Linked DNA regions of Sus scrofa: regions 1, 2, 4, 5 and 6 are each linked to region 3. Evidence: chromatin contacts called from public Hi-C, promoter capture Hi-C and targeted proximity ligation data. All regions are on one chromosome and are shown on one strand. The core of a region is the stretch at or near the end of the contact, and the rest is flanking DNA. Distances in the headings are between cores, read along the strand shown. Region 1 holds the start of DNAJA3 (dnaJ homolog subfamily A member 3, mitochondrial). Region 2 overlaps C3H16orf96. Region 3 holds the start of SEC14L5 (SEC14-like protein 5). Region 4 holds the start of CDIP1 (cell death inducing p53 target 1). Region 5 holds the start of HMOX2 (heme oxygenase 2). Region 6 holds the start of UBALD1 (UBA-like domain-containing protein 1).

Region 1 (4,258 bases), core at 1,164-3,663, 480 kb before region 3:
GCAGTTGCATACTACACTGTAGCTAAGGCAACTCTCAACCCTTAACCCACTGTGCTGGGCTGGCAATGAAACCTGTCTGATCCACTGAGCCACAGCAGGAACTCCTAAACTCTGTGCATATGAGTGTGTATTTTGGGGGCTGCACCTGCGGCATATGGAGATTCCCAGGCTAGGGGTTGAACTGGAGCTGCAGTGGCCGGCCTACACCACAGCCACAGCAAGGCCAGATCCAAACCTTGTCTGTGACCTACACCACAGCTCACAGCAATGCCGGATCCTCAACCCACTGAGCAAGGACAGGGATCGAACCTGTGTCCTCATGGATACTAGTCAGATTCGTTTCCACTGAGCCACAACAGGAACTTCCTCCTAAACAAACTCTTTTCCCCACTTCCAACCCCATGGCTTTTCCCATTTTGCCTAGAATGTCCCTTGCTCACTTCCGTCCTCTCCATTCCATAACCCAAACTCTCAACATTCCTTGCAGTTTACAACAGCCTTGTAACTAGACTTGTGACTGTACTGGTCACTGGACTAGTGGTTTTTTAACCTTCTTTCAATCTCAGAGCCTGAGGAGAGTTAGATTGATGTCAGCTATGGTTCTTTCCCCAGACCAACATCGACATACACAAAAATTTCAGGTTTGATGATGGCAGGAGCAAGGAGAACAGATCGTCTTAAACCCTTCCAGGAGACCTCAGGTTCCCTTCCTTTTTTTTTTTTTTTTTGCCTTTTATAGGGCCACACCCACGGCATATGGAGGTTCCCAGGCTAGGGTCGAATCGGAGCTGTAGCTGCCGGCCTACATCAGAGCCACAGCAACTCGGGATCAGAGCCGCGTCTGCAACCTACACCACAACTCACGGCAATGCTGGATCCTTAACCCACTGAGCGAGGCCAGGGACCAAATCCACAACTTCATGGTTCCTAGTTGGATTTGTTTCTGCTTCGGCATGACGGGAACTCCCCGGATTCGTTTCTGATGAGGCACTATGGGAATGCCCTTCAGACATCTGCTTTTAAATACTTTTTTAAATTAAATATGTTTGATTTAGAGAATCTGCTTTTGAAGTTCTTGCTACTTGGAATCCTCTGCCCCTCCGTCTTTACCTGATGCTCTTTTCACCAAAGTCCAACTCCAATGTTACCTCTCAGATGCCTTCCCTGACACCCCAATGCCCCCGACTTGTTTGAGAAACTCCCTCACCTGGGTGCCTATAACACTGTTTATACTTTTGATATTATTACTTTCCTTCTTTCTTTTTTTTTTTTTTGGCTATCACAGCCGCAGCATATGGAAGTTCCCACACTCGGGGTCGAATCAGAGCTACAGCTGCCTGCCTATGCCACAGCCACAGCAAAGTGGGATCCGAGAAGCAGCGTCTGCAACCTACACCACAGCTCACTCGCAATGCCTGATTCTTAACCCACTGAGCGAGGCCAGGGATGGAACCTGTGTCCTCATGGATACTAGTCCGGTTCATTTCGCTGCACCACAAGGGGAACTCCCTACTGTCCTTTTTTGGCTGCACCCATGACTTATGGAAGTTCCCAGGCCAGCAATCCAAACTGAGCCGCAGCTGCAATTCCCCACAGCTACGACAACTTAACCCACCGCGCTAGACCGGGGATGGAATCCGCTGCCACAGAGACAACACAGGAGCCTTGACTTGCCGTGCCACAGCAGGAACTCCCTATACCTTCCATATTATTGATCATGTACTCTTATTTGTTAAGGAGCCTGTCCCTCTATTCATCTTGTGCGCCTCCAAAGCAGGGATGGTGTGTCGTTCATCATTTTATCCCTAACATTTTAGAACGTGCGTGACACTAAGGGATCAGAACGTTTTAAAATTCGTTTTTGTGTAGCTTGGCTCTCATTCCGCAATCCGCAAGGTCTCTACAGGTTTGGAGAGATTACGCGCTTGGCAGAGAGTTGGGCGATCAAAGATCTGCTCCCGGGGAATCAGCCAGAGGAAAAGTGAGCGCGAAGCCTGGCTTTGGGAGTAAGGCAGAGACTCCAGCAGCTCATGCGAACTCCGGGTGATTAAGGGCCCGGCAAGCTGAACTAAGTCTCAGGGTCAAGAAGAAAGAAGCCGAGCATTGCATGATGGGATCTCCAGGACTGACGGTCCTTTGCGCGCCGGGATTTGTAGTCCCGCCCCTTGCGGGAACCCTCAGACCAGTTACATTCGGCTACACTCAACCACGTCCTTAAACAGAAAAGGTGCAGCCTTGATCGTCCAGTACAGAATGACGAGGCTCTTCGAGACAAGTTACCTAACAGCACTTTTTATACACATTTCGGCGTCGGCTACGGAAACAATGCATGGGTTTCGGACGCGCACGCGCAACACTTGTATTCCTTCTTGCGAGCGCAGCGGGCCCCGCCCCCGGAAGCACCGGCGCTGCGCGCGTGCGTCGTCCTGGCGCTGCAGCCAGGAGCCGGGCGGCGCAGGCGCAGTGTCCCCGGGCCAAGATGGCGGCGCGGTGCTCCCCACGCTTGTTGCTGGTGGCTGTGGGGACCCCGTGGCTGCCGACTGCAGCGAGGAGAGGGGCCCGGCCGCCCTTGGGGGGTGCGGTGGGGGCGTCGCTCGGGCGGAATCTGAGCGTCACCGCTTTCGCGTCTTCGCTCGGAGCTCGCGGTGCCCGGGCGCTGCTGACATTGAGACCCGGTGTCAGCCTCACAGGTGAGGGCAGGCTCTAGCGACCGAGCGAGGGGCTCCAAGACCTTCGAGGGGCTCCAAGTCCTTCGCTTCGCTCCGGCCATGGAGATAGCTGTGTGGAGCATGTCTTCCGAACTACCTGCGGAGTCGCTTGGGGAGATGGGCACGTAGGAGGGAAGGAGGCCCAAATGGTTACCCAGCTGCGTGGAGTCTCCGGCGGCGGAGATGAAACGTCCCGTAGCGGTGAACCTTCACCTCTCTGTCAACATTTCTGGAGGCGGCTTTCCAGCTTGCCGCTTGTCTTCTGCCCAGTTCCGTTCCCATCCCTCCATCTTTTAGCCCGGAGCGGAAGGGAAGAGGTAACTGCTTACTCGGTGAGCACCTGCTCTGGGGCTAGCTGGGTCTCACGTGATGGTAATAACAATTCTGCAAGAGGTGGGGATCCTCATCCCCATTTTAAACAACGGGAAACCGAGGTTCTAGCGGAGGAGTTGACCCGCCCAAGGTCATAAAGGTAGTTAAGGAAAGTTGTCCCAAACCCAGCGTTGTTCTTTCATACATAGCTTACACGCTTTCTACCACATGGTGTAAATCGAAGGGCACACTTAGTGTTTTTTTAGAAGACCATATGTTGGTTATTGTGATAAAAATGCAAACTAATATTTATCGAGCACTTACTATTTATCAGACACGGATCATTTCCATCTGATAGACACTGTGATTATTTTTTTTTTAATTTTTTTTAATAATTTTTTTTTTATTTTCCCACTGTATAGCAAGGGGGTCAGGTTATCCTTACATGTATACATTACAATTACATTTTTTCCCCCACCATTTGTTCTGTTGCAACATGAGTATCTAGACAAAGTTCTCAATGCTATTCAGCAGGATCTCCTTGTAAATTTATTCTAAGTTGTGTCTGATAAGCCCAAGCTCCCGATCCCTCCTATTCTATTTTATAAATAAAGAAATTGAGGCTTAGATGTTAACTCATAGAATGTCATAAAGCTATAAAGTGGTTGAGCCTTGGAGTTCCCGTCGTGGCTCAGTGGTTAATGAATCCGACTAAGAACCATTGCGGGTTCGGTCCCTGGCCTCGCTCAGTGAATTAAGGATCCTGCGTTGCCGTGAGCTGTGGTATAGGTTGCAGACGCGGCTCGGATGCCGCGTTGCTGTGGCTCTGGCGTAGGCTGGTGGCTACAGCTTCGATTTGACCCCTAGCCTGGGAACCTCCATATGCCACATTTGCGGCCGAAAAAAAGACATGAAGACAAAAAAAAAAAAAAAAAAAAAAAAAAAGTGGTTGAGTCTTGTTTCAAAACCTGCTGCTTTCTTAGTTGCTGTAGGTGACGTAGAATGAATACATAGTAAGCCTTTTTTTTTTTTATTTTGACTGTCGCCGCAGCATGTGGAAGTTCCCGGGCCAGGGATGGAACTCATACCCCGGCAGCAGATATGATCCTTAACCCACTAGCCCGTCAGGGGACTCCTACATTAAGCTTTTTAAGTACTTATCCTTGAGAGTTTCTTGCTGAGGGTGTTGGGTGACTTCCTTTCAGTGAGATAAGGAAGGAAGGAGAAAACATTTAACA
Region 2 (4,783 bases), core at 2,216-4,715, 340 kb before region 3:
ACCCTGGGCCCAGGCCTGGACCTGGGCCTGCACTGGGTCCTCAGCCCACACCAGCAGGATCCTGGCCTGTACCACCACGTGGCTGGCCTCCTCCCAGAGACTTGCCGGGGACCAGCACTGGGCCTTTCTGGGGCTTAGGTTACTTTCAGCCTGGCCTGGGCCCGCCAGGCTCCCTGCCTGCCCAGCTCCGGGGCTCTGGGGCCCCACCCCCAGCCGTGGAGCTGGGTTCTGCTTGGCCTCGCTCACTGTGGTCACGGTATCGCCAGGCAGAGACTCCCAGGCTCTCGTCTGTCTCAGAAAAGATGGAAGAGCGTGACTCTGCGGAAGTAGGTGTCCCTCAGGACGGAGCCCCGAGGGCTGGGACCCCCAAGGAGGCCCTCTCTGAGGGACCCCAGTCTGACCTTCAGCGGCTCAAATCCAGTGCTGCTACTGCAGCTGCCGCGGCCGCCACCTATGCAGCTGCAGCGACATCAGCAGCCCAGGCAGCTAAGGCTGCTGCCAGGCTGATCAGGGACACCCCTACCACCAAATTGCCCACCATAGCAACATCCACGGCCACATCCGGGCCCTCAGGGGTCCCGGGAGACATCCAGGGCACAGGGTCCCCCCGCGGGGCCTCCAGCTCTGTGGCCTTCACCGATGACGGTGAGCCGGAAGACCTGCGAGAGATGGACTATGAGGAAATCCTCTCCCCTTCGTTGTCTCCACCCGGCATGGCCCTGTCCCAGGCCATGCTGGCTGCCAAACAGGCCACAACCCCCGAAGACAAGAAGAAGGCCGTCAGGTCCTCCATGAACCACATGGCCTGGATGCCCGTTAGACACGACTCCCTGAAAGGAGAGCTTGCCCAGCTGTCAGCCAGCCTAGAGCAGCGCATGACTTACCTAGGTAGGCCTGGCCTGGCTCCCGGAAGGGTGACAAGGGCTCAGGGCCCTCCCCGTGGCCTTTGAGAAGCATCTCCTCTCCTTGGTTTACCTTTCCCAACGAAGTGTCCAGTTAACCTTTAGCCATTCATTCCTTTGGCTTAAGCATTAAACTCTTACTAGTGTGTCCTTTTACAGTGAGTGTACAGCGAGGTCCTAGAGAAGAGGGTGGTCAGGGTCTAAGGTCGGTGCTTAAGGCAGAAAATCTGAAGTCAGAATTACCCTTGGAAATTCCCTTTCAGCAGCCCATAAAACAGTATTTCTGCACAGTGTTTCAGTAAGTCCAGAACCAGCAGAATGTCTAGCAGCACTGAACAGACTCCAGAGGAAGGGGTCAGGCTGGGACGAGGAACAGCTGGGCAAACATGTCCTTAAAGACCACAGTGGTGTTTGAGGGCAGTAGGACCATTTCATGCCCCTCACGGGCATTTGTTCACTGTGGGGAGTGGAAAGAGGCATGGCTCTCTCCCGTGGTTCTCCGCATGTATCCCTCAGGGCTTGGTAAGGCACAGGTGGCTGGGCCCAGCCCTGCAGTTTTTGAACTGTTGATCTGGGTGGGGCACCAGAGTTTCCCTTCCTCATCGTTTCCAGAGGATGCTGCTTGGCTGCTTTTGGCTCAGGGAAACCACTTTGAGACCCACTGTCCTCCTCTCTTTGAACCTTTATCTTGCTTTTTGCTTTCTGCCAAGTATAACAGTTGAATTACGCTAAGTCAAGTCCATATGTGATGCCGCCTCTGATGGGCAGTGCCCTTCCACAAATCTTGAAAAAGTGAAACTTTGAGCAGCTAAAAAGATCCACACTGGTGCTCCCTCGTGGCTAAGGTTAAGGATCCAGTGTTGTCACTGCAGCGGCTTGGGTCACTACTGTTGCTATGGCTCAGGTTCAGTCCCTGGCCTGGGAACTTCCCTGTGCCATGGGTATGGCCAAAAAAAGAGAAAGATCCATCTTAATATCAGTGAATACTGTGGCACAGTTAAGGTTCTGATCATCATTCATTTAAATATGAAACGTGGAGTTCTCCTTGTGGCTTAGCAGATTAAAAACCCAACGAGTATCCAAGAGGATCAGATTCTATCCCTGGGCTCACTCGGTGGGCTCAGGATGTGGTATTGCTGCAAGCTTCAGTGTAGGTCGCAGATGCAGCTCAGATTTGGTGTTTGGATCTGGAACTTCCATATGCTGCAGATGCGGCCCTAAAAAAAGAAAACAAAGAAATATAAAACTCAAAGCCACAGAAGTTCCCATTGTGGCTTAGCAGTAATGACCCTAACTAGTATCAATGAGGGTGCGGCTTCCATCCCTGTCCTTGCTCAGTGGGTTAAGGATCCAGCCTTGATGTCAGCTGCAGTGTAGGTGGCAGATGCAACTTGGATCTGGCATTGCTGTGGTTACGGCGCAGGCGGGCAGCTGCAGTTCCAATTCCATCCCTAACCTGGGGAACTTCCATATGCCGCAGGTGCGGCCATAGAAAGAAAAAAAAAACTGTGGCCACTGGAAAATTTTAGATGATCTTAAAGACCTCCAGTACTGCCTGAGGTATCCCATACAGGAAGCAGGTAGAGCTCTAGACGAAGCATCTTCTGCATCCCTGCCACCCACCCCCTTCTTTGCTTTCAGCTAATATGGGAGCCTCTTCCAAGCTTGGGACAACAGTAGACGTACTGCAGGAGAAGATTGGCATCCTCCAGAAATCCAGGATGAGGGTCAGTGTCCTGGGCAGAAAAGGCATTTGAGAAGGTGATGGCTTTAGGTGATGTAGACTTCGTGCCCAGAGCCAGGTAGAGGTCCTGCCCTCCCGGACAAGGCATCAGTCTTGGAGCTGAAAGGAGGCCTGGGGAGGGAGTGGGGCTCAGAAGGCAGCTGCCACCCTGGGGAGGCAGATCTGCTCTGGCTGGTGCTGGGGTGCCAGTGGTGGGCGGCTGCCTGGTCTTAGGTAGCTGTTGGCTGGCAGGCTGGGAACACACCCTCTGGTCCCTTCAAGTCCCTTCCCAGCCATGGGGACCTCAGACCTTGGATGTCTGTTTCCCTTTGTAGGAGGAAGAACTTGAGAGGATTTGGGGCCACCAAATCGAAATGATCAAGGACCACCACGTGGTGCTGGACAGGGCAGTGGACAAGCTCCAGACCCACCTGGATGAGTTAAAGGTTCGGGGGTTGGGGAGACCAGGACGGGCAGCTGGGAGGAGGGAGGACTCCTCAGCAGGACAGTCACTCTCTCCAGACGTTTCACAGACGCCCCGAAGGAGGGCAGCCAGGGACACGGTGCTGGTATTTTACTGTGCATAAACTATGCTTCCGTAAAAAATGAGCAAATCCCCACCCGCACCCCCGCATAAACCCGACGGCCTGACCAGGATCTGCCTTGCTTGGGTCACCCACCCCAGAAGAGCGCCTGTGTAAAGTGAAGGCTCAAAATGTGCGGACTGAGTCAGTGCAGGAATAAGAGGATTTCTTGTGCCAACTGTCACGGGCATGGCTTTTCCCTGAAGCAGCTCGTTTCTGAGGTCTTAGTCAGCGGGGCCTTGTGGGGGCAGCAGAGACTAGAAACACGAGGACGGCTGCACAGCACCTCCCAGGGCTTCCTGTACCGGACACTGCCTCCCGTGGGCTCACAGCCCCGGCCCCGTAACCCTGGCCTGACCACCCCAGGACATCCCAGACCTTTGCAGAAAGGGTCAGTAGGAGGAGATGACTTTTCCCCCAGGTTTTAAAGAGACAAAATTCCAAACAGACCCACCTGAGGGGGTCCCATGGGGGGCTTCAGATTCCAAGCTGGGGGCTATTGGCGGAGTGGGCTAGATGTGGGAAGCGAAAGGGGAGGGCAGCGCTCCCCCTCCTGAGGTCACACAGGGTCATCAGGCTTGTGCCTGCAGGGCAACTTGGATGGAGAAGAGCTTGTCAGAGGGGCACCGCTTCCCAGCTGCAGTGGGGAGGCCTGGGAGCATCTGGGCGGCGGGAGTGCAGGACGCCCTGTCCTGGGCAGACCTGTGTGAGTACCAGCATCAGGAACTGCAGTGCCTCCTGCTAACTCCCAGCCCTTGTGGAGCTGCCGTGTCCCAGGGACCTACTGGTGTCCTTCCTGGATGGAGACCGGAGCCCATTTGTTCAGCACGTCTGCTGAGCGTCCAGCCCCATGTCCCGCCCTGCCTGGGGGGACACAGGATCTGCCTCCAAGGAGCTGTCACTCGCTCAGAGAAACTCAAGAGGAGTTTGGCCCAAGAGGCCAAATGGATCAAGTCAGCCTTTGTCCAGACTTCCTTCCTCCCCCGTGTGCCAGCGAGCACAAATGCCTTGTAGGAGTGAACCCTGGAAGGATCTGGAATGGGGCTTTATCTTCCACATGTTGCCTTGGATGGTTCTCAAACGAACCCAGGCTGCAGGAGACCAGCAGCCCTGAGGAGCCCTTCCAGTGGAGGAAGGAGAGAGGGCAGGTGCCTCTGCTCTGGTTCTGTCACAGCATCGGGGCCGGTGGGGAAGCGCCGCTGCCCCTGCTTTACCTGGATGCCAGGAAAGAATGTCCTGGGCCTGACAGGTGGCCAGAGAAATCCCCATTCATTCCCTGAGCCATTCAGCCAGTGTTGTGGAGCCTTCACTGCCCCAGGCACCCTTCCAGGGCCCGAGGAAACAGCAGTCAACAAGACGGACGCCGCCTGGGCCCTTCTGTTTTTTGCAGGGGAGTGCAGGGAGTGTTTGTTGGGTTTTAATCAAAGAATAAATGACACTCAGGAAAATGCCGAGGCCTGAAGCATCAGAGCTCGATTCATTTTCGCCTCTTTGTACAGCCACGTCAGCACCACCCAGTCAGGATGGAAACATTTCCGTCCTCTTAGAGCACTTCTCCCGGGGTGTTTCCCACG
Region 3 (4,342 bases), core at 78-2,577:
CCTACCTTGCCCAGCAATTTCCCCTTCTAGAAGACCCAAGGAGCCGTGGACGGGCTTTTGCTGCTACCGTGTGGCGAAGATGGGGGCCGTGCACTCTATTTTTAGCCTTACCCAAGAAGGAGCCATTGACAGTCTTTTGCTGCCACCTTGTGGCAAGGATGGGAATCGTGCGCTCCATTTCCAGCTTTGATAACCTTAACCAAGAAGGAGCCATTGACGGTCTTTTGCTGCCACCTTGTGGCAATGATAGGAATCGCGTGCTCCATTTCTACCCTGGACAACCTTTAGCCAAGAAAACGCACTGAGCATCTACGGCTGCCAGATCCCCAGGAAGACCCTGCTGCCGTGGGGCAAATGAATAAGACAGACAAGACACAGTCTCTGCTCTCGCGGAGCTCACGCTCTCCTTGGACAGACCTACAAATAAATGAATGGATGAATAAAGGAGGTGATTGCAGAGTGTGACACAATGCTAGGAAGGAAGAAAAAGGATTGGTTGTCACAAGTGTAATGATATATCTGTCTCCCTGTACACACTCTCCCTGCCGTATCAACCCGCTGAGCGAGGCCAGGGATCGAACCCGCATCCTTATGGGTACTAGCCCAGTTCATTTCCGCTGAGCCACAACAGGACCTCCTTCACTCCTTGAATCCCTTCCCTGTTTATTTTTTTCACCTTGGCATTTTCCCCCATCTCACATAATGCTATATATTTGGCTCACTTATCGAATGTCTGTCTCCCCCACTGGAATGTAAACTCCACAAAACTCTACCTGTTTTGTTCACTGATGACTCTTCAGCACTTGATAAGTCCTAACACTTAAGCGATGTGTAAACAACTGCAAAGTGAATGAAAGATACCAGATACCGACAGGCCTGCTACTCGGGGCAGAACCGAGAGGGTTCTGGGGCGTGGCCAGTGGAGGGACCGGACTCAGAGTCCAGGAGGAGAGAGGGTTGGCCCGAGTTAGGGAACTGTACTGGGATAGAGGGGCGGGACAAGCAAGGGTTCGCCTGGAGGCAGAGCTAGATTAGAGCCGCAGCCTGGGGGCGGGGTCTTCCTGGGGCTGGGCCACGCGCGAGGCGAGTGCTTTAGGGGCGGGACCTATGGAGGCGGGGCCTGCGTGAGGCGGGGCCATACGGGAGGAAGGGCGGGGCGGGGCGTGGTCAAACAAGGAAGTGTAGAATAAAAGGCGGGACTAAGACTGGGATGGGGCCAGTCCAAGGCGGGGCCAGGCTGGGGCGGGGCCTGCCCAGGGCGGGGTAAATCTGGGCGGGGCCATGGCTGAGCCGGGGGCGGAGGAAAGGGGTTGGCTGGGGGGACGAGGGCGGAGCCAGTCCAAGATCTCCGCTGTCCTGGGTCCTGGAGCGCTCCCGCCCCGGCAGGGCTAGCTCCCGTCCCTTAAGTCCCTCCCTGACCCGCCCGGCCGCAGGGTGTGCAGGATCAGACGCCCCCAGCTCAGCGACCGCAGCTGCACCCAGTCCCAGGCTCTGAGCTTCGGGCCAGGCGGCCGCAGGGGACCCTGGAGGGCTCAGCTCCGCACTGCCCTGGGGCTGTGTCCCAGGAGACTCCGAGGGCGACGGTGAGCAGGGCTGGGGGTGGGGGGGGATGTGCGTGTGTGCGTGTACATCGGTGTGTGTGCATGTGTGTGAACGTCTGTGCGCATCAGGAGAATTATATGAGAGCCTGGAGTTGGGTAGGTGCGTGCTCCGGGGAGCTGGGTGTGTGTGCAAAGTTGAGTGCGTTTGCAAGGGCAGCCCCGTGTGGGAGGGCAGTCGTACATGTGTGTGCGTGTGAAATTTGGTGAGGACTGAATGTTAATGTGTCTTGGAGGAAAATGGGAGGGCAGGTGCAATGAATCTTGGGGGGACTGTGTGTTCCGGATGTCGGTGGCAGGCTGTGGGCTGCGTGGGTGAAGGAATTGTGGGAGTGTGAGAACTGCGAATGTATGTGTTTCCATTTGGACTTACTGGGTTTTCCATGACCCTCAGCATGAAGGGGTGGGGCCCAAACGTTGTGTGTACCGATTAATCCTGAGGAGGGAGAGTGGTCGGGGGCCAAGGGTAACGGACAGAACAGGGGTTTGGGGACTGGCCCAAAGTAATCTGGGGATCCCTGGCCCCCTTGACTTGAGGAGATGTGTGGGTGGCGCCAAGGGTGGGCCTGCCCCTGGCTAGGGAGCAGTGGGCAGGGCTCCTGCTTCACAGGGTGGGCGCTGCCGCCTCACCAGTCGCCCTCACTCAGGCTCCGTGCCCACTTCCTGCCTGGGTGGCTCTCGCTGGTCGTCCTGCAAGAACATGGTGCAGAAGTACCAGTCTCCTGTCCGCGTCTACAAGTACCCGTTCGAGCTGGTCATGGCGGTGAGTGACCCCCGACCCTGAGGTCCCTTGTGTGACGGGTGGAGGGATACCAGAGGTCAGCTCTGATGGTAAGAAGAGGGAGACCCCCTTGAACCCCCCGATCAGAAGGAATTAATGAGCTACTCCACTGACTGGGTGGGTCCAGCCTCTAACCAGGACCCTTCGCCTGGCCGTCCCACCTTTCATCACAACTTCCGGAACCCTTGCCCACTGACCAAAACACAAGGTCTTTCCCTCCTTTCCTTGTTGAAGCTTATCTGTCCTCTTATCTCGGTCCCCTTCAATAGAAAACAAGCATGTCAGGGGCCAAACCACTGCTGTCATTTTGTGTAATAATAATAGTTATTATTATATATATACTAATGATGATGACAGCAGCCATTCACTGAGGGTCTGTGGCGTTAAGTCTTTACAGATGTTATTTCGTGTAATTTCCAGCAGCTCTTCTCATTCTCATTTTACCTCCACTAAAGTGAAGCTTGGACAGGTGAAAGGACGGCTTTAAGTTCTGGGGCCAGGAAGAGGGAAAGCCAGGCCTGGATCCACAAGGGGGTGTGGACAGTGGCTCCAGAACCTAGAGTTTAGCCACAACACCCCCAGTGTCCTCCCTCTGCTCCCACCCCTCCCCTCTGCTCCCCTTCCTTCTCTTCCAAGAAAGCTAAGACCAGGAAAGGGGGGGATGCCAGTGGGCAGGGAGGGCCTGGGAGCAGCTGTTTTCAGGGTTCAGACTAACTAGGTGGCACAGAATTGGCTCCTGAGCCCTCAGCCTCCTGGCTCAGTGGTCTGCACACTGTGGGGCAGGAGCTGGAGACAGGTAGATGAGGGGTTCCTTCTTGGGGCCACCACTCTGCCTCTCAGAGCCTCCCTCCCTGGTAAGATACGGCAATGCTGTGGGGTTGTGGTGCAAAGTCAATGAAACAGTGTCCGGTGCCTCTGGCTCAGTGCCTGGCACACACTAAGTGCTCACAAAATGCGGCTGATCCTTCTATTACACCACAGAGTGTTGTAAGTGATTATATTGAAAGTGCAAGAAACACCAGAATCTACCCCCATCCTCCTCACCCCGCCCCTGGCTTCTTAATCCCAGCCTTCTATCCAAGGTCTTTCAGAGCACTTGATGGCTCTGTGTGTGTCCTGCCTCATCTATTCTCTGAATCTACCTACACATGTTTACAGTCAAATAAAGGATTAAAAGGCATCATTAGTGTTCTCCATACATGTTGTGCTATTAGATTTGGATGGTTCCAGGTCAGGAAAGCAGCAGGAGCAGGCTGGGTTTGTATGGACAAGCTGGGTGACCCTGAGCAAGTTACTTAACCTCTCTGAGCCTACACTTTCCATATCTAAAGTGAGGATGACATGGTTTCCAAACCTGGGCATCTGCTGTAGATTAAATGAGTCAATACATGTAAAGCTCTCAGGACAGGGTCCAGCACAGACCAAATGCTATTACTGTTGTTGTTACTGTTATTGTTGTGGCTGTGTAACTCTCCCGGACACCTAGGGATGATGAAGGGACCTGGGGATGTGCAGGCGGAAGCGCTGGGCCTCTGCTGTCGCTTGGCTGTGCTCTGGCTGCGTGTCTTTGGAAGCTCACTGAATTTCTCTGAACTTTTGTTTCTTCCTTTGTGAACGGGACTGGTTATATGTGCCTCATGAGGTTGTTATTAGGATTGAAGGCGATTATGGGGTGTGTGTGGCAGATGCCTAGTACAGGGCCTGGTCTATACTTAACAGACAATACATGCCAGCTAAATACAAATAAATATCTAAGGCTCCAGGCAGCGCACATATTCTAAGGCCTTAGGACACCGTTCATCCATCCATTCATTCCTTCATTCACTCAACAGAAGAGAGACACTGTGCCCACCTGTCTGGGACAACCCATAGCCTAGAAAACCATGAAGTCATAAAACTGGGACAAAGAGCTATGGAATGGAAAACTAATAAAACTTTTTGGCCATGCTCAAGGCATGTGGAA
Region 4 (4,236 bases), core at 1,274-3,773, 370 kb before region 3:
TGTGGGGACCCTCTCAGGGGGACAGGCTCTGCCGGCCACAGGTCCCAGGCCAGGCGTCCCCATCCTCTGCAGCTCTAAGTTGCACTGCAGCCTTGACCGCCTCCAGGGGAGATGCGTCTGGAGGACTCCAGACTGTGCGAGGCCTTCGTGGGATCCTAGAAACTGGCGCGTTTCCATTCCGTGCACTCACTTCCAAGTCCCTTTGTGGGGATACACTAAGTCTCATGCCACCACTACCAGCCCAGCTCTCCTCCCCACTAAGAGCTCCTGCTGCATGCTGCCTTCTCACTGGCACAAGTGCCATCCTCCCTGTCAGGGCAGAGACATTGGTATAAGACGCCACGACTTTAACGACCACGCTCCCCTTTGTGCCATGTGAGTAAAAATACATCCACGCCCTTTGAAGAGTGTTTCTGAAAGAGAAGACAAATTTTCCCAGGACCTGTCTCTTTTCTCTCTCAAGACCACAAACAGGGTTAGGGGCTGGCGTCTGCGGCTACAGAGCAAAGGACCTGGGCCAAAGGACTCAGAGCTTGTGAACTGGGCTACGCAGCCCTGCACCCCAGGAGCTTTAGAAAACACATCGAACCAGCAGGTTCAAACCCGGCGAGCTTAACAGCATAAAGGGCAGAAACGGCACGCAGGCTGATCACTGACGTCGATTCTGCCACGGTGACCTGTGGGGCCACCTGGCCTCTGGGACACATTCCCTTCGCTCCCCCCAAAATAGTTTTGTTCTCTGAGGTATTATTCTATGTCACACAATCCACGTTTCTGCTTTTAAGGTTAAGAGCCTAAGAGCCTGCTGTTTTCAAATCTTTGTAAGAGGACATGTAACTCTCTTTCCTGGTTCCAGAGGCCCAGCCTATGGAAAAATCTCCAAACTTCCAAGCTCCTCAGGGATGGGAGAGAGAAAGACTTTCAAATACCCAAGGCTTCTGTTAGTGGAAAAAAAAAAACAAAAAAACCAAGAATTCTAAGACTCAACTTAGAAGTAAACGCACGTTTAACTGTTTGGGAGGGCGACAGACATATCTGCGACTTACTTTGACACATAAACAGAAACGCAGGATGGACTGCTGGATGGTTAAGATTGCTGATGAAGGAGTTCCCATCATGGCGCAGTGGTTAACGAATCCGACTAGGAACCATGAGGTTTCGGGTTCGGTCCCTGCCCCTGCTCAGTGGGTTAATGATCCGGCATTGCCGTGAGCTGTAGTGTAGGTTGCAGATGCGGCTCGGATCCTGCGTTGCTGTGGCTCTGGCGTAGGCCGGCCGCTACAGCTCCGATTCGACCCCTAGCCTGGGAACCTCCATATGCCATGGAAGCGGTCCAAGAAATAGCAAAAAAAAAAAAAAAAAAAAAAAAGATTGCTGATGAAGTACAGTAACTGTTGGGCATTCTAGGTGGTGGTCTATGGGCATTTGCTCTAATACTTCTTCAACTTTCCCGTATGTTTGAAAGTTTTCATAATTCAGCGTCAAGCAGGGGGCAAGGCCAAGCTGGCATGCCTCTCCCCATCAGCTCTTAGGTGAGCCCTGAGGGAAGAAACAAAGCACCAAGGGGAGAGGTCACACATGCCAGACACTGCCCTGCCAGCAGCCCACAGGATACAGACAGAACAGGTACGCTAGGCCCCAGGCCCTCCAACCTCCTCATTCCAACACAAAGGTTCTCAAGCCCTAATGTGCCTGAGAATTGTCTGGGGAACTTATTAAATAGAGCCTGGGGCACATCCTGTAACCACTACATCTGAACCTCTGGGAGTGGGTGTCCTTTTAACAAAGGCCCCAGTGACTGATGCAGATCTTGGGCCCGCAGTGGAGAAACAGAGGCTTGCTCCTTACCTGACACCTGTTGAGGGGCCTCCTGGGAACATGTAGAGGGAAAACAGAAACACGCATCCCCTTACACAAACCAAATGCCCAACCCCGGCTCGCATGACGCCGAGAGTTCAGCCACACCAAGGTCCTCGAGGGCATGAGGCTGGGCCCAAAGCTAGGCCAGGTCACTGCCTCCATCCCTGACGCCGCCGGCGTGTGAGGCCGAGAGTGCAGAATTTGACAGATGTAGCCAAGCCGGCGCGGGCGGGGGAGGGAGAGCCACGCGGGGCCCCTCGGGCCTGCCAAGGTCACCATGGAGCTTCTCTGTCGCCGGGACCCTCCTCCCAAGGCCCTCTCCTCGAGGAAACAGCCCCCTTGGAAAACCAAAAATGGTGTTTGCCCAATCTTTTGTGCAGAGGATGTGGGAGGTGTGATAAGCAGGACCGCCGGAGGAGCCGGCCAGCAGCCTCTGGGACACCGATCCCGGCGCCCGCCCGGGCCTGGCTAAGCTGTCACCGCAGCCCCGCGTATGGTCAACCCAGCGACAGTACGACGTCAAAACCCTATGGCCGCTATGGATCGCATCGGAGTCCTGGGAGGAGGTGACCTGCCCGCTGCGCCGCCCCCGGATCCCTTTACCTCGAGAGGCCGGGAGCCCCGGACCAAGAGAACGCCGACAGAGACGCGGTACAGGAGCTCGGAGGACGAGACCCTCAGCCTCGCAGGGCTTTGCGCGCACGCCGACCCCCGCCCGCCCAAAGGCCTCTGGGAGATGTAGTCCCTCCCGGAGCCCGAGACTCGTTCTACGGGCCAAGTGGACCACAGGGCCCGGCGTGCACCGCGCGGGCGCCGCGGGCGGGGGCGGGGAGGGCCCCCCCACCCAACGGTCCTACGTCGACCCCCCCTCGCCGCGAGGACCGCGAGCACCCGTCTCTCCCTCCCGTGGGCTCCGCGAGAAGCCGTCTAGAACGGCGGCGGCGACTCACCGTCTTCGTGGCACCGTGGCCGCGGCACCAGCAGCAAGAACGGCCTCCGCAGTTGGCGGTTGCGCGTCTGTCAGATGGAGGCGGGTAGGCTTTGGAGAAGGGCCGAGGCCGGTGTCGTCATGGCGAGGGGCCGGGCGGTGAGGTATGCGAAGGGGCGGAGCCTCGAGGCGGCACGTGAGTAGCTCTGGTGACGTCAGGGAGCAGAAGCGCTTCGAGTCCGGCGAGGCACGTGGGAGGGCCTGGGGTCTTCTGTTCGCGTGCGGGAGTGACGGGAAGATAAGGGGGGCGGCCCTCTGGCACCCGGCACATCGGAGCAAGGCGCACTTTCCTTCCACGCGTATTTGCTCATTTATTCCACCAGTATTTACTGGGTTTTAGGCGCCGTGAGTTATGTGGACATGGCCAGATGGGAAGGGTTTTAGTTGCCTGCGGTGGAGAGTCCAAGCTGAGCTTAAATAAGATAACACTCTGCCTTCGCTTTCCAGCTCTCATACTGTTAGCGAGTGAGGAGGTATTTTTAGTGCCATGCTTTTCGTATTTTTGTGCTTTTGGTTGGTTTTGCTGTTTCATATGGCCCTCAAACATGGCACTGAAGCTCTGGTCCGTGTTCCTGAGGGCAAGAAGGCCGTGATGTGCTTTACACAGAAAATACCTGTGTTGGATAAACTGTTCAGGCACGAGTTATAGTGCTCTGGGCCTTGAGTTCTATGTTACTGAAGAAATAAGGTATATGAGATAGGGTGTTTTTAAACAGAAACACTCAAAACATGGATATATGTTAATGAGCTGATGCAAATGTGATCACTGGGTGGCAGGAACCTTACCCTGCACTTCGCCTGGGAGCAGTGGTTCAGTATTCACTAATTCAGTGTTTGCAGCGATTTCTTTTTAAAAGTTGAAGTATAGGAGTTCCCGTCGTGGCGCAGTGGTTAACGAATCCACTAGGAACCATGAGGTTTCGGGTTCGGTCCCTGCCCTTGCTCAGTGGGTTAAGGATCCGGCATTGCCGTGAGCTGTGGTGTAGGTTGCAGACGCGGCTCGCATCCTGCGTTGCTGTGGCTCTGGCGTAGGCCGGGGCCTGCGGCTCCGATTCGACCCCTAGCCTGGGAACCTCCATATGCCGTGGGGGCAGCCCAAAGAAATAGCAAAAAGACAAAAAAAAAAAAAAAAAAAAAAATTGAAGTATAGTTGATTTACAGTGGTTGTGTTAGTTTTTGGTGTAGGGCAGAGTGATTCAGATATATGTATTTTTTCTTTTTATATTCTTTTCCATTGTGGTTTATTATAGGATATTGAATCTCGTTCCCTGTGCTATACAGTAGGACTTTGTTGTTTATCTTTTTTATATATAGTAGTTTGTAACTGCTAATCTCAAACTTCTAGTTTACCTCCCCTATCCCTTTTCCCCTTTGGTAACCATGAATCT
Region 5 (4,556 bases), core at 1,185-3,684, 430 kb before region 3:
ACAGCCACAGCAACGCGGACCCGAGCCGCGTCTGCAACCTACATCACAGCCAACAGTAACACAGGATCCTCAACCCAGTGAGCGAGGCCAGGGGTCAAATCTGCAACCTCATGGCTCCTAGTTGGATTTGTTAACCACATTCCAGGTGTTCGCCTGGAATACCTTCCTCCCACCACCTTATAGGGCCAACTCCTACTCATTCCCTAACACTCCACATAATCATCACTTCCTCCAGGAGGCCCTCCCTGACCTCTAGGCTACAGTGACTATTATTTCACTCCCATCTCTATTCCACTGGCAAAATTATCTATATCATATCGACTGAGGGCTTCCTGAGAGTTGGTCCCATGTCTTTTTTTGTCTCTTTCTGCTGGCACAGTGCCCAGCACTTGGTAGGAACTCAATAAAAACTTATTAAATGGAACCCAAGTGCATATTATTCTGATAAAAGATAAGGTTTTCCCTTCCACTGCATGGCTTAAACCACAAAACTCAATGGTCTGAGGCCTCTACTATAAAGAAATAAATCCAAACAAGAAGATCCCCGGTGGAACCAGTTGCAATAACAAGGCCCAGTGCAAAAAGAAAATGCAGGGCTCCTTATTTTATTGATTGATTTTTTTTTTTTTTTCTTTTTCAGCCATCTGGAAGCATATGGAGTTCCCAGGCCAGGGACTGGATCAGATCTGAGCTATAGCTGCGACTTAAGCTGCAGCTGCTGCAACGCTGGATCCTTAACTCACTATTCCAGGCACCAGGGATGGAACTTGAGTCCCAGTGCTCCAAGATGCGTGGATCGCATTGCATCATAGCAAGAACTCCCAGGGCTCCTTATTTTAAAATATTAGCAAGAATTTCAAGCCCAAGGCCCAGGGTTTGGGACCCAGTATGACTGCTCTGATCACAAACCCATGAAGCTGACTGTCCTTGGCCTCCAGGTTTAATTGGGAGTAGCATCCCAGGGCCACACTGGGACCAGAGTGACTCCAGTGCCCTTTGGCCTTGCTAAACGTTAAGACTGGAAATCAGTGCAGGCCGTGAGTGACAAGGAACAGATATCTTCCCCAGGCTTCTGGTCAGTGATGCTGGTGCCAGGGAGCTGTCCCAAAGTGGGCAGGCAGACGGGCAGCCTGGGTGAAGTTCTTGTTTCTTGAAGCCCCAGCAAACTGATGGTCCCCAAAAGCCTGAGGGAAGCGATTTGGCTACGGACTGGCATATGCTCAGCCGTGACTCAGCATTTCTTGTGGGATTTTATATCTGACAAGGACTTGCTGCAAAACACTTGTTACCCAGCCCAGTGACATGTACAAGTGATGATAACAGTGGGAAGCCTTTCCTGGGCTCCTCCTATGTGTCAGGCACAGACTTAGCCCCACATTATCTCATTTGACCTCTTGAGGCAACCCCTCCTTCAATCAGTGTCACTTGGTTTAAACCAATTTGATGTGTGTGTTGGGGGCAAGGTGCAGTACAGTGTGTAAAAAAAAAAAAGAAATTCATTCTTTTACATTTGATTTTGATAGCCAAATAATGCGTGACTCATTTATTCATTCTTATAAAAAATTTAAATTGTACAGATATAGCACAAGTGACCCCGACATCCCTCTATCATTCTAGTGTGTAAAATTTCCCTTTTGGATGCATTTACGTGCCTAAATATATGTATGGAAAGATTACATTGTGAGGAGTTCCCACTGTGGCACAGTAGGTTAAGAAACCGACTATAGGAGTTCCCATTGTGGCTCAGCAACCTGTGCCACAAGCTGCAGCAATAGCCGGCCAGTTGCGCCACAAGGGAACTTCTCACCCTTCCTTTTGACTGGCACAACTTTATTGAAAGGATGTGCCTCTGTCAACTCCATCCCATCCCCTTTTGATGGTCAGATATTTAGGTTGTTTGAAGGTTGTCATTGAAATGGTGTTGCAATGAACGTCCTTGTTGGTGTCTCTTTGGCTTCTAGTGCTTGTCTAGAACAGCTACCCCTAAGTGGAAGCACTGGATCAAAGAGAATACCTATTCCAAGTTTTAACACATCTTTCCAGACAGTTTCCCCCTTCCACAATAATTCCAAGAATTACTGTTCGTTCCCCACACCTTTGCCAATACCGGACAAAACCAGTCTTTCAAGCTGCAGCCAGGTGGATGGTTACGGAAATGACTGGAAACCAGTGTGGCTCGAACAGAAGGGGCAGGTGGAGCCCAACGCGATGAGCCTGAAGCGGTGGCGACACGGAGCAAGAAAAGCGCTAAGCACAGAGCGTCCTCATAAACACCCCTCCTACCAAGCCGAGTTTTCACTCCCCGGCGGTCGGACTTCCGTAGCGGGGCGGAGCGCGGAGGGGCCGGGGAGCGCAGCCCCGCGCCCGCCGCAGGGGCGTGTCCTCCGCAGGTCCCGCCTCCGCGCGTGCGCACGTCGGGCCGCGCGCTCCGCTGCGGCGCCCGAGGGAGTCGCCGACCGACGCGCGGACGCGGTGCAGGCTGACTGCGAGGCGGCCCCGCGGCCGGTGAGTGTCTGCGGTCTGCGCGGTCTTCCTTCCGACTCCTCGGAGGGCCTGGCAGGCCTGGGCCCTCGGGAGCTGGGCAGGGCCGGCCACGTCCCGCCGCCCACCTGAGGGAGCAAGGGCAGGCCGGGAACGGGGCGGGGGGGACCCCGCTTCCCAGACATGGTTGCGGAGGCCCGGGGAGGCCTGAACCGCCCGTTCGCGCTGGTCCCCGTTGAGCCCACCCCCCGCCGGCGTCACAAGTGCCCCGGGGGAGCTGACCCCCGGGTCGCGGGCGGACTTGGCGTCCCCAGCGGGGCTCGCAGCCGGTATCTGCCAGCCGGCACGTCCGTCCACCTTGGTCGGGCGAGGACCCGGACCTGGGCCGGCGTCGAGCTGTTGGGCCCGGGCTCTGCCCTTACTCCTCCTGACTCACCTCGTTCCGAGGGCCCTTTGAGTCCCTGTCACGACTTCCCGAGGGACCTGCGGCCGCCAGATAGCGAGAGACCAACGTCAGGGGCAGCCGGTGGGTTGGTCTGGCGGGAAGTCTACCTGTCGCCTCATAATCGCAGTGCCTAGGTGTGTACTGATTGCCACGTAAAAGCTGCCAGGGTCGCCTTGCTCAGTCTTTGCACAAGGCCTGTCCTTGTCATGCCGTTGAAATTGATTCCGAGGAACGGTGGCTGGGGCTGTTCGTGCTTATTGTGTTGTATTCGTGGCTCTTAGAAGCACCCACAGCGGAGCGTGACTGAGAAAGGGTACACATCGTCTAGTGCGCTCGGGTTCAGGAAGTCCTCTCCCTCAGCCCCTCACAAAGCCCTGTGAGTTGATGATTTTCCCACTTGTAACGTGGGGTTAATGACGAGTCTCAGGTTGACAGCCTCGAGCTGCATTTCCCAACCAAGAAGATGGCACAGATGGTTTGTACCTGGTCATCTGTCCCCAGATCCCATGCTCTTTCCTAAGTAGAGTTGTAGAGATTGGAAATGGATTAAATTGTCTTCCCCTCCTGCTACACTGTCCTCCCAAGTAGTAGGAAACAGGAGCTTACTGCTTTTATATTTTTGAGTTTCTGTTATGGCATTAACCGGGGTGGGTTTTTTTTTTTTTTTTAATTTTAACTGCCCTATTAAAATTTTTAGTTTTTCTGAGATGTATAAAGAATATAAATGAGTAAATCTGTGCTTTATTCATTAGTTTTTTGTTTTTGTTTTTTAAAGAAACATCACAGGACAAAACATCATATACTTAGCAGGAGCTCACAGTTCAGTTGGGCATTTACAAGTTTACTGGGTGAACTTGGAAAAAGTTTTTGAATACAGTATCTAAGGCCAGTCACTGGTGAGGGTATGAGAATTGGAGGGACCTTGGAAACATACTCATTGAGTGACCTCATTTGCCTGGGGATGAGAAGAGGAAAAACGTGTGTCTTCCCCATTGTCTGACTTGATTTCCGTTTTTCCTTTGCCTGGACCAGTAAGGTGAGATCCTGTCAGTCACCAGAGTCAGGAGTATGAACTGCTTTAGAAAATGACAGTGCCGAGAAGATGAGTTACAGAAAGTAAAATATTCATTGCTTTTGGCTCACCCGTTGTTGAGTCTGTTGAAAAGCAAAACTGGACAGACATCTGCGGCCTTTGGGCTACCTTGATTTTTTTTGTTTCATTTTATTTATCATTATTATTTTTTTGTCTTTTGTCGTTTTTAGGGCGGCATCCGTGGCATGTGGAAGTTCCTAGGCTAGGGGTTGAATTTGAGTTAGAGTTGCTGGCCTACACCACAGCCACAGCAACTTGGGACCTGAGCTGCGTCTGCGACCTACACCACAGCTCATGGCAAGGCTGGATCCTTAGCCCACTGAGTGAGGCCAGGATCGAACCCATGTCCTCATGGGTACTAGTCAGGTTTGTTAACTGCTGAGCCACAATGGGAACTCCTGGTTTCATTTTAAAATACTGACTCTCTTCATAGGACAGTTGAGCTCTGTGTCAGATTTGCACCAAAGACTGAAGTATCACTGCTCTAGGAGAAAGATATTTTTGAAAATTGGGATTGTATATTTCAGTGTAAAATTT
Region 6 (4,302 bases), core at 1,032-3,531, 310 kb before region 3:
ACCGCCCCAGACACAGCGGAGGAAACTCAGGCCAGAGGCTGGGACGTGTGCAGAGATAGGGCAGCCTTCCATCTTGGGATGAGAGGACCATGCAGGGGTCAGCCGTCCCCCTGAGCTCTCTGGTAGGAAAGTGAGCAAGACTCCTCTGGGTGGACAGGCCGCTAACTCCACAGAGTGTCCCAACCTTCAGGCTAGAATCCTGATCCCCATCCCGGGCCCAGAAAGCTGAACTCCAGAGTCCTCTGGCTTCCTGTCCCTCCTCCCGCCCAAATACCTTCTCTGAGCTGGGTCCCCATCTAGAGCCTGGGCTCCTAAGCCTGGACTGGGCACAAGACTCTACAGGGTGGCTGGGGCTTTGACCTTACACCTGTGAGGGGCGGAGCTCAAGGGGCTCTGGCCTCATCCCTAGATACCGTCCTGAGTTATTTCTGGGCCGGCTGACTTAGGGAAGGCCAGGTGGCCTCCTGGCAACACAAGCCCTGGGCACTAGTGTTCTGTGGGTCCAAGAGGCCTGGGGAGGTGGGGGCCAAGCTGGGGCAGCCCCACCTCCTGCCCAGCTGGCTGAAAACTACTGAACCGTGTACACGATGCCATGGTAGAGTCACTAGCCAGCACAGAGAAGGGAACCTGGACAAGCCTCTGAAGCAGGGCACACAAATGCCGTCCCGTAGCTGTAGTGTGCGCTCCGACACACCACCTGTACACTCGTGTGCACATGCGTAAGCACCGTTTGCAAAACGGCGACCAGTGTGTACACGGAACACACCCTCCCCCCCCACCCGCACCCGTGCCCCGGGTGGACTGCGTGTTTACACGTGCCCACACGTAGCGTGGCGCGTGCGTAAATACAAATGCACATGTACGTGGACACGCGGCACCGGGCTGCCCATCCAACACACAGACCGTCAGACCCACACACGGCGGGCAGCTGCGCCCGCGGGCTCGGGGCTCCCATATCCAAGGTGGGGGCGGCGAGGGCCCGGCTCAGGCCAGTGCTGGGGCGTCCTTCTTCCTGCCGCCCGCCCAACTGTCCGTCGGGGCCTCGGCGCCGCCTCGCCTTGGCCATTACCAGAACAAAACGCGGGGCGGGGGGATCCCCGTAACCCGGCCGCCGGGGAATGGGGGGGCGGGGATTAGGAGCCAGGCTGCCCCTCCCGCCCACCCGGAGCGGGCTGCGTTTCCGGGGGCCGCGTAGACACGGCCGCGCAGCCGGGCCTGACCCACACGCCGCGTGTGCGCGCTGGGGCCCGGACGCCGGGGCGCGCGACCGCCGGAACACCGGGCCGAGTGCGCGGGCCCGGCCCCGGCACAGCCGCACGTGTCCACACCGGCCCGCACACACCCCGCAGCACGCGCCGCCACGGGGGACGGACACCCGCGCCCCGGCCCGGCCGCGCACCTCAAACTGCCAGTGGGCCGCCTGCAGCAGCTGCTTCGCCTGGTCGGCTGCGCAGCCCGCCGTCAGCACGAACTGGTTGATCATGACCTGGTGCTTGAGCTCGTCCATGTTCACGGACATGGCGCCGCCGCCGCCGCCGCCTGCCCGCTCCGGCCTCCAGCCGCCGCGCGCTCCTCCGCCTCACGCGTCCACCATTAGCGAGCCGGCTCCGGCTAATACAAATATTTACTGTGCGGCTCTGACTCACCGAGCCTCGCCTCACTCCGGGCCGCGGGGGGCATGCTGGGAGATGTAGTCCCGCGCCGCTTCCGCCTCGCCCGGACGGGAGCTGCAGGCCGGGCCGGCCCGAGGGTGTGTCTGAACATTGGGCGCCTTTTGCGTACAGGACCAGGACGAGCACGCAGCTCTGGGGGCCCCGCGCCCCATCCCCGACACTGAGGAGGGGTCCGGAGGCGAGGACTCCAGACTGCATGGGCGCAAACGCGGGTCGCAGGATATTGGCTAGGACCCGAGGATCCCGACCCCCAGGGTGGTTGGCAGCCCTCTGTGTCGAGCGGGCGCACTATTGGGCAGTGGGGTGGGGGGAGAAGTTGGGATTTTGGTACAAATCGGCAGCACTAGGGCCGTAAGACCCAGAAGGCCTGGCACACAGTGGGCGCTTATATAAATACCCGTTCAGTGACTGAATGAATCTGCCCTTCAGAGTTCTGCCTAAAGTCACAGCCTCCAGAAAGCCTTCCGAGTCTCCCCAGCACAGAGTCCAAGCTCGCCTCGCCCACTCGCGACGCGGGTCCCTCCCCGGCCTGGCGCTCAACCAGGCTCACAGTAGGCTCGATGTACGGCTGAGGAAGGGAGGGCGGCCTAGGGGTACTCTCCGCTCAAGGTTCCCACTTTCCCACGCAAAATCTCGTGCGCTTTGCCGGAAATCTCGGCTTTCAGACTGCGGGCGCCAGGACCGCGCGGAGCCAGTTCCGGGATGGCCCTGAACTCCAATTCCCAGAATGCCTCGGTTTATTTGCATCTTCAGTCCTGAGTGACGTCAAGTGAGTGAGGCCGCACCTTAGCCAATGGGCGGTCGCGCGGTGTTAGGACCTGGCCATATAAGGTAAACAAAGCTGGCCGCCCAATGAGGCAGCGGCGGGGGCGGGCGGGGGCACGTCACGTGGATGGCGGGGGCGGGGTTGAAGAGCGCTCGGGGGTGGGGTGTTGCGGGCTGTGTTTACAGCTCCGCACGCTCGTCTTCCGGTTGACGTCTCAGATCTGGTGTGCGGGGTGCCTGGCGGATTCGGAACTGGCGGGAGGGGTGGAAGGCTCAGTCACCTCCGCCCAGAATGACCTTATCCAGATTCCTCTCGCTCCCTGGCCCCAGTTTCATTAGACGAGAAGCTATTTATTGGGTCCTTACTCTGTGCCTGGTCCCAGGTACAGAGAACAAACTCTAAAAAAGGGTGGGCTGGGGGCAGGGGTGGGGGCATGCGTCAAAATTCCCAGGGACAGGTGTTCTCTTGTGGTGCAGCGGGTTAAGGAGCTGGCGTTATCACCACTGTGGCTCGTATTACTGCTGTGGCAGGGGATCCCCCTAGTCCAGGAACTTCCACTCGCTGTGGGCTTGGCCAAAAAAAAAAAAAAAAAAAAAAATTCCAAGGGCAGATGTAGAAAGCTTGGGCGGTGCCCTCAGGAAGGAAACCGGCACAGGCCCTGGAGGTGGTGGGTTAAAGGCCAGCCATAGAGGGCCTTCAATAGATCTGATCCAGTGTCCGCATTAGGGTCACTGTGTCTGAACATTGTGGAGACCAGATGTGGGGGGGAGGTCCATTCCAGTTCAGGTGATGTCCTGGGTGTGTCTGGTTCCAGGGCAGTCCGTCTCTGCTCAGGGCCTTGTTGCAGAATTGGATTGAACAAAAGCACTGTCCCACCCGGGGGCAGGTGCATGGAAGGAGGACTTGCAGTGCTCTCTGAAGAGCGCTTCGTGGGTCCCTGAACTCTTCCAGGGAGGGTTATCTTTGGCTGGTGGGAGGGCCATTGTGGGGGACTAGTGGACTAGACCTGAAATATCCCAAGTTATGGGGGCTTGGGCACTGGTATGGGGGGGTGTGAGGGGGGGCTGGAGCCCACCTCTTTGTTCAGTGGATTAAGGATCTGGTGTTGCTGTGAGCTGTGGTGTAGGCCGACAGCTGCAGCTCTGATTGGACCCCTAGCCTGGGAACCGCCATATGCCACAGGTGCAGCCCTAAAAAGACAAAAGACAAAAAAAAAAAAAAAAAGAATGGCCTTTCACCTTTACAAAACATCATACATGACTTAATGCAGCCAAAGCACTTGGCACAGCACGGGGGTAGGCGGCTCTAAATGTAGTTACTGCTACATCCTTACCACTGGGACAGTAAGGCATGGTGGAAGGTGAGCAGGCTCTGGAGCCAGACAGACCTAAGTGTCAGTCTCGACTCTGCCACTTAATGATTCTGATGTTAGGACATGGTCCTCCGGCTCTAAGCTTCAGTTTCCTCATTTGTGAAACCCAAGGTAAGAGCTCAGAGCTCTCCCAGGACTGCTCTGGCAGATTAATGCCAGTGAGGTGCTTGGCATGGGCTTGGTGCTCGGAGCACCATTTCTTTGCCTCCACCCGGACTGCTCTAGGGGACCCAAGCCCCATTTTACAGATGAGGAAACCGAGGTTGGAATCCAAACCTCTTTACACTCTTGACAGTGTTCAGAGCCCGTGGAGGAGAGCAGGCGCCCAGTGAGCAGCAGGTGTGTTTCTGGCAAAGGAGGATGGGCACTGCCCTGGCAGGACCCACTGGGGGCTTTTCTTGCTTAGCGAGAGAGGGAGTACCTTCGCTCAGGTGCCTGCCTAGACCTGCCCAGCCCAGAAGGAGCTCTTCCAGGCCAGCCAGCTGCCTGGG

Evidence for each region. Promoter capture Hi-C pulls out the DNA fragments that hold promoters and counts their contacts. A called contact is a pair of places that touch in the nucleus more often than the background predicts.
Region 1: a Hi-C map of retroperitoneal adipose tissue shows a contact between it and region 3, with 2.4 times the contacts expected there. A contact is called at or near these places in 3 of 5 promoter capture datasets (fetal liver, fetal skeletal muscle and liver), 7 of 47 Hi-C or Micro-C datasets (alveolar macrophages, embryonic fibroblasts, heart right ventricle and 4 more) and 1 of 2 datasets of targeted methods (skeletal muscle).
Region 2: a contact with region 3 is called in a Hi-C map of retroperitoneal adipose tissue, with 2.3 times the contacts expected there. A contact is called at or near these places in 1 of 5 promoter capture datasets (fetal skeletal muscle), 7 of 47 Hi-C or Micro-C datasets (embryonic fibroblasts, fetal heart ventricle, mesenteric adipose tissue and 4 more) and 1 of 2 datasets of targeted methods (skeletal muscle).
Region 4: a contact with region 3 is called in a promoter capture Hi-C map of liver, with 7 times the contacts expected there. A contact is called at or near these places in 3 of 5 promoter capture datasets (fetal liver and liver), 3 of 47 Hi-C or Micro-C datasets (embryonic fibroblasts and liver) and 1 of 2 datasets of targeted methods (skeletal muscle).
Region 5: a promoter capture Hi-C map of fetal liver shows a contact between it and region 3, with 3 times the contacts expected there. A contact is called at or near these places in 3 of 5 promoter capture datasets (fetal liver, fetal skeletal muscle and liver), 1 of 47 Hi-C or Micro-C datasets (skeletal muscle) and 1 of 2 datasets of targeted methods (alveolar macrophages).
Region 6: a targeted proximity ligation map of skeletal muscle shows a contact between it and region 3, with 3 times the contacts expected there. A contact is called at or near these places in 2 of 5 promoter capture datasets (fetal liver and liver), 8 of 47 Hi-C or Micro-C datasets (embryonic fibroblasts, heart right ventricle, liver and 2 more) and 2 of 2 datasets of targeted methods (alveolar macrophages and skeletal muscle).

The regions. Positions count from the first base shown.
Region 1 is chr3:37,917,296-37,921,553 of Sscrofa11.1, reverse strand. DNAJA3 (dnaJ homolog subfamily A member 3, mitochondrial) reads left to right here and starts at 2,413. Exons shown (of 11, transcript XM_003354626.4): 1 at 2,413-2,690. The coding sequence starts at 2,480.
Region 2 is chr3:37,785,878-37,790,660 of Sscrofa11.1, reverse strand. C3H16orf96 reads left to right here. Exons shown (of 15, transcript XM_021086691.1): 5 at 1-888; 6 at 2,544-2,629; 7 at 2,961-3,071. Among named protein-coding and RNA genes, the nearest start is that of C3H16orf96, 13 kb to the left of the region's middle.
Region 3 is chr3:37,440,113-37,444,454 of Sscrofa11.1, reverse strand. SEC14L5 (SEC14-like protein 5) reads left to right here and starts at 1,327. Exons shown (of 16, transcript XM_003124623.4): 1 at 1,327-1,583; 2 at 2,246-2,361. The coding sequence starts at 2,299.
Region 4 is chr3:37,814,013-37,818,248 of Sscrofa11.1, reverse strand. It overlaps CDIP1 (cell death inducing p53 target 1), which reads right to left and starts at 2,523. Exons shown (of 6, transcript NM_001244099.1): 1 at 2,464-2,523.
Region 5 is chr3:37,866,010-37,870,565 of Sscrofa11.1, reverse strand. It overlaps HMOX2 (heme oxygenase 2), which reads left to right and starts at 2,434. Exons shown (of 6, transcript NM_001244412.1): 1 at 2,434-2,505.
Region 6 is chr3:37,751,241-37,755,542 of Sscrofa11.1, reverse strand. It overlaps UBALD1 (UBA-like domain-containing protein 1), which reads right to left and starts at 2,281. Exons shown (of 3, transcript XM_021086690.1): 1 at 1,400-2,281. The coding sequence starts at 1,519.